Linked DNA regions of Drosophila melanogaster: region 1 is linked to region 2. The links are chromatin contacts, called in public Hi-C maps. All regions are on one chromosome and are shown on one strand. Each heading gives the region's core, a stretch centred on a gene start, on an enhancer-like site or on the middle of the called end of the contact. The rest is flanking DNA. Distances are from core to core; before and after follow the strand shown.

What was found. Hi-C and Micro-C count contacts between places; a contact is called where the count stands out from the background.
Region 1: a Hi-C map of the Kc167 cell line shows a contact between it and region 2, with 1.7 times the contacts expected there. The contact joins the promoter of Lamtor5 here to the promoter of CG14811 in region 2. A contact is called at or near these places in 48 of 107 Hi-C or Micro-C datasets (the Clone 8 cell line, the Kc167 cell line, the ML-DmBG3-c2 cell line and 17 more).

The regions. Positions count from the first base shown.
Region 1 is chrX:1,857,115-1,860,249 of dm6, reverse strand. It overlaps Lamtor5 (Late endosomal/lysosomal adaptor, MAPK and MTOR activator 5), which reads left to right and starts at 1,279. Exons shown (of 4, transcript NM_001272215.2): 1 at 1,279-1,382; 2 at 1,453-1,514; 3 at 1,572-1,689; 4 at 1,844-2,361. The coding sequence starts at 1,348. The coding sequence ends at 1,931. deltaCOP (Coat Protein (coatomer) delta) reads left to right here. Exons shown (of 8, transcript NM_143755.4): 6 at 1-193; 7 at 268-379; 8 at 437-1,109. The coding sequence ends at 731.
Region 2 is chrX:1,820,788-1,823,914 of dm6, reverse strand. CG14811 reads left to right here and starts at 1,534. Exons shown (of 2, transcript NM_130586.2): 1 at 1,534-1,679; 2 at 1,744-2,446. The coding sequence starts at 1,638. The coding sequence ends at 2,415. All of the region lies in intron 2 of prage (prage,), which reads right to left.

The sequences.
Region 1 (3,135 bases), core at 30-2,529, 37 kb before region 2:
TTGCTGAAGCTGTCTCCCAACCACACACAGGGCCTGCAGTTGCAGACCCACCCCAACGTGGACAAGGAGCTGTTCAAGTCGCGCACTACCATCGGACTAAAGAACTTGGGCAAGCCGTTTCCCCTTAACACCGATGTGGGTGTGCTCAAGTGGCGCTTCGTCTCGCAGGACGAGTCGGCAGTCCCGCTGACCAGTAAGTTCATCCAAACCCAAACAACTTCTTCCCTCTCGCTCAGCCACGTGCTTGTGTTTCTCCCTTTTTCCCAGTTAACTGCTGGCCATCGGATAATGGAGAGGGTGGATGCGATGTTAACATTGAGTATGAACTGGAGGCGCAGCAGCTAGAGCTGCAGGACGTGGCCATTGTCATTCCCTTGCCGTAAGTGTAGTAATGGCGTAGATGTGCAGGCGATTACTTATTCCATTTCACCCTTAGAATGAATGTGCAGCCTTCGGTGGCGGAGTACGACGGCACCTACAACTACGATTCACGCAAGCATGTGCTCCAGTGGCACATTCCAATAATCGATGCCGCCAACAAGTCCGGTTCTATGGAGTTCAGCTGCAGTGCCTCCATTCCCGGTGACTTCTTCCCCTTGCAGGTGTCCTTCGTCTCGAAAACGCCGTATGCGGGCGTCGTGGCCCAGGATGTGGTGCAGGTGGACAGCGAGGCGGCGGTCAAGTATTCAAGCGAGTCCATTCTGTTCGTGGAAAAGTACGAGATCGTGTAGGCCGCGCCGCTGGCCACGCCCACCTAAGTAGTACATAAATATACATAATTTCCCGGGGTCATCCGATGCGATGCAATTAATTCAACTGCTGCAGCATGTTGAGAATTATTTTTCCATGTGCGAACTTTACATATTTATGGCGCAGACAGCTTCTCAGAGCGAGTAATTGATTCCAAAAAAAAAAAAAAAAACACCATCAAAGCCAATTAATTAAACTAATTTTGTGCACTCCGCTGCGCTGCATATAACGGTATCAAATAAATTAATTGCAATTAGTTGTAACTGGCGATTGCAGTGTTTTGTTTTGTGTGCTTCGTCGCACCCCTTCGATTTGAGTAATTTGTATGTAGATTGCTATGAATAAACCATATACAATATACACCAAAGTGGATTGTTTCTGGATTCTTAACTATAAGCGAAGGTTATCCCTTTTTTTTAAACTAAAAACTAAATATTAAATTTGAGTCACTTTTTTTTGCAAGTAGTACCCACTGTGCATGGATTCTTAACGCCCGGCTTATTGGTATTGCCGTCTTCTCGGCGAGCGGTCACACTGGTCATTGTTTTGGTTCTGTTCTTGCTTTGTTTTTTCACTGCGGAAATAACGACGTCGTCCATGGAGCAGCAACTGGAGAAAGTCCTAGCGGAAATGTAGGCACACTCGATCCGTCGATTCCAGATAGTACTCCAAATAAACCACAAATCCATAACGTATTTTCAGCGCCGCACGGCAGGACACAGTGGGAGCTCTGCTGGCCAATCGCCAGGGATTGTGTTTGGGCAGTGAGTATCGATGATTAGTCAGTGGCCGTGCCGTAATGCCACAATACATTTTTGCAGCCAAAGGAGACATTGATCCGAACGTGTCCGGCATCGGAATGGCCATTTCCGAGCAGGTGGCCAAACTGGAGCTGAATGCCACGGCTCCTGCAACGATTTGCCTTTACAGCGGAAACAAGTAAGTGGGAGGAGGGATATGAGGGGCTGTATCTAGGTGGACTAGATACGGACTACTCTTGGAATAGTCGGAATAGTTTAAAGAATGTACCTTAAACTATTTATGAATTATATTTCTGCTGCGTATTAATTGACACCCGTTTCTTTCCCCGCAGACGCTGTGTCATCCAGAAGGACGGCGAGATCACAGGCGTTATCTTCAAGCAGCCGACGGGTACATCGGCGACCGCCCCCAGCAACTAACGAAAGTTGGGGCCTCAATCGCAACTCTCAGGCCAAATACGCAAGTCAAAATACGGATACGGATACAAAGCCAGATACAGATACTTATATCTTCCAAGTCGCGCCCGCTTCGCTCGATTCGCCCGATGGTAGCGCCTGTTACATTTGTCGCTCATTCTAACCGATAGCCATTACCATAAGCATTGTTTTGTACGACTCGCATAGCATAAGCATTACGGATTACGCATTAAGCACTGCTGTTACTTGATCTTGTTTGTCTTAACCAGTCTAGCGTCATCAACATGTACATAAAGACTTTGTACGATTAAGCCCCAGAAAGTAAACACAATGTACACCAATTAAATTTATAGCGATGAAGCAAGCCAGCTAAGAGCTTTTGAACTTGGCCATTTACTCGATTTTCAAACGTAATTACTGAATCATAACGGCCTGGTGTGCTTCGTGCAGCAGTATCTTGCACATTTTCCGGGTTTGCATTTCGGGTTGGGTGCACCGCATCGAGGAAATGCCGGCGCCCACGTCATGTAAGAAGTTGTACACAAACGTGGACGTGGACGTGGGCATGGCATGATGCATGCAACAAGGCGGTAACAATGCAGCGGTATCAGTAGTGCCAGCAGACAAATTGCAGCGCATTCCGGAGCCCACGAGCCATGCTATCCACAATACACACTCAATGGAAGAGATTGTTTCAAATAGCTAATCGCCATATTAGTTCGTTTACATGCGAAGTCCTTGCTGATTGGAATTCGCTTTAGAAGGCGTTCGCTCTAATTGGAAGGTATCCTTCCTGGCAAGAGAGGTGTGGCGCCTTAAACTACTGCAGATCTGCGATCCCTGGTTCCATGATCCTTGTGGCACCGCCGCGATGTGGAGCTTGTTTGGTTGGTTTTGCGCCTCGGATATGCAAGCACATCTGCTAGGTAAACCCACTCTGTTTGCGGCTTGTGTCTACCTGTTGCAGCCTTGAACTTTCACCAGGGGCACTGGCGACCCACGTGTGGCGTCTAGGCCTCCGTCGTTGCCTCTTTTTCGTTTTTTCCCTGCGTTTCTGTGGGTGTCGAAAAGCTGCGGCTGTGCAAGGTAAACACCGCAGAGACAATAAAGTTGATAAAACATGACAAAAACAAAAAATGAGCACCGAAATTGGCACCAAGGTGCGTTTGTTTAGCCAGCGCAATAAAGCCTTCAACTCGAATTAAGC
Region 2 (3,127 bases), core at 285-2,784:
CTTCCTCCAGACCCACTGTACTGTACAAAATGTGTATTGGGAAATTTGTTAAGGTATAAACCGTTTGTTTACTATAGGTAGACCATAATTTTCCAAACGCAAAAAGACCCAAGAGATGCAAACATTGTATGTAAGCAAGAGCATTGGTGTCAATGTGTCATACTTTTTAATTGGGCCAATACGAGACTGCGAAGCTTTTTGTTCCATGCCACAAATCCTGCATCCTGCACACAAATTTGCTGACCAACTTTTTGGGATTCCTAATCCTGTGGGGATTAACCCAATGCCTAAACTGAGTGCACGAGAACTCAACAATTCATTAAGCGAATCAATGAAGACTATATAAACGATATGAAATGATCTGATATTACTAATACGAGATTAAACTCTTCCGCTATAAATTGTCTTTAAACACAATGACGAGCACTTCTCAATAAAGTGAAGGCACTATCAGGAAGGGTTGCCATCCTGACGATACCAGAGGAGCCAGTAGTGTTGGTCACTGAAATGGCAATTCTGGTAAGAACTCTGCACCAGAAACGTTAACGTGATAGTACCCTTATTTGCTGACCTAAAAAGAGAAGTCATTTCGAGTAAGAACGACGACCAGTGAGTTCTGAAACGCTCTTTACTTATTTTTAGTTTATTTTAGGTGGGCAATCATTTTGTCAATATAGTATGCAAGTTCTATGTTTGAACAGCATAGATGAATATTACAAACTAACTAGTATTTTGGGACACTGTTCAGCCAATACCGTTTAATCACAGTGGACAGTGGCCGTGTATCTTGGCTAGTGAGCTTTAGTAGTAGCCTTTAGAGTTGAGAACTTGACTGTTTGGCGCCCGAAAGGAGTGGTTCGAACAATTTCGGGTTTTAATTGATTTTTACCGTATTGATATAAAAAAGCCAAATATCATAGTTATTTACCCCATTTTTAATACAAAATCACAAATGTAAATAAATACACCAATAATAATAAAACGCAAAAATACTCAAGAGATGCAAACAATGTATGTAAATAAAGGGATTGGTGTCAGATTTTTTAGTTTAACCAATACGAGACTGCAAAACTTCTTTATGCTCTGTTCCACAAATCCTGCACTGACCAACATTTTGGGATTTGCTAATCCAGAGGGAATTAACCAAACGACAGAACTGAGTGCTTGAGAACTCAACTGTTCGCGTTTCGCTTGCAAAGGCGTTTGTTCAATTTGATAGAGAAGAGTCACTGATGAACTACAGTACAAAGTGGCAAAGCCTTGGAAAGCGAAACAATATAAACGATATGAAATGATCTGATATTACTAATTCGAGATTTGTATTCTTCTGCTATGCATTGTCTTCAATATCTTAAAATCTTGATCTTCTGACTAGGAAACAATAAGAAGCACATCTCTAATAATCTATCAGCTAGGGTTGCCATCCTATCGACAACAGAGGAGCCAGTAGTGATGGCCACTTCTGTTAAGAACTCTGCTCCAGAAACTTCAACGTGATAGTCAACTTGTTTTTCTGAGCCAAAAGGATAAGTCATTACGATTGAGGACGACGACCAGTTAGTTCTATACCATATAGCTCTATAATCGGCAAATTGTGTTTTTCGTTACTTAAATAATCAAGACTGCGCCAAGTCATAATGAAGCCAATAATGGAAACGAATATACAGGCATCCATTTGGGTATGTTCAAGAGTGTAATATTGGTATGTTGCGTCTTGCTTAAAATTGTATTCCCTTGAACAAGAACAAGAGATTCGAATCGACGATGATGAGTTCTTCCGAGCAAAGTTTTGCCAAGTCCAATGGGACTAAAAAGAAGACTGTGACCTATTCACGTTTCATCCGCACCGAACGTGTCGCAGACGGACCGACCAATGCGGTGCAAAAGAAGACTGTGTTCTTTTCGCGATTCGACCGCACCGCTCGCGCCGAAGAGGACCTAACCCGTCAATTGGCCAGCGTGTCCTTAAAACCAAAACAGCCTGTGGCTTCCACCTCGAATGAGCAGTTTTTTGCCAGCAACCTGCATTACTATCCCCATCTGCCCCAGCCAACTGCGGTGGGCCACTACCAGACCTATGCCGAAATCAAGAGCCTCTGGTTGAAGGGTCATTTCTCCCAAGCTTGTAACCCCACCTCGCGGTCGATGCAACCGCCTCGTCGTATTTCTATCACCAACGAGTTCCCGGATGATCAACCGAAGCCAGCTCCCAAACGCCGCTACTCGCTTGTCCGCCGCAACTCGATTAACCTCCCAATTGGGTCCAATTTTGCTATGCCCGTGCTGATGGAGGAGGAGAAGGAGGAGGATGAAGTGAAGGATCTAAATGAGAACAGCGGCTCCACCAAGCCAGCTACATCGACCTCGAAAGGCGCAATCCCGAAGCAGCCCAAGAAGTTCGCCTTAACCTTCTAGAAATGCTGTGACTAATAAATCTACCTAACTGGGCGCAACGACTATTATAACTTGGTCGGGATCGGGCTTAGGGATTCATTGACGCAGTGGGGCAACTTATGTCGCAATTGTCATGTCATTTTTAATAAGGGTTTCACTGCTCGCTTGCTTCGATTGCAGAAATTTCAAATCAACGCAATTTTAGCGCTTCATAGTGTGGCACGAAAGTATGGTGTAGCTTTTACAGGGTTCTGTACCACGCTTCACGGTTTGCTCCATTCTTGATGGGCATTTAAAGCTTACGTTGTTTAAACTAGTTTTCTGTGCTTAGCTTAGTTAAGACTATACCATGAATAAAACAATTGAGGCATTAAAGCCCGCAGAGGTTGCCTTCACTGGTTGAACACGCGCTGAGGATTTCACCAAAGCTTTCAGAATTGATATTACCCCCACATTGGTCTATAGCTATTCAATTAGTTAAGACTTTTGTATGAATGAAGGCAAGGTTTGCCTTGTTGTTACATTTTGAATTTCTATTTTTAAGAAAGCCAATTCAAAACAAGAAAGCCCGTTACTTAGCTAGTGTGAATGCGATTGCGAAATTTAATCATTTTTCTGGGATAGATATTGGGTAATAAAATCAGGAAAAATTTGAAAATTGTTCCAAAGTGTGGGCGTGACCGATTTGGCAGCTTTAGGGCGTTATAGTGGGCGTAGCAAAAAGTTTTTTGGC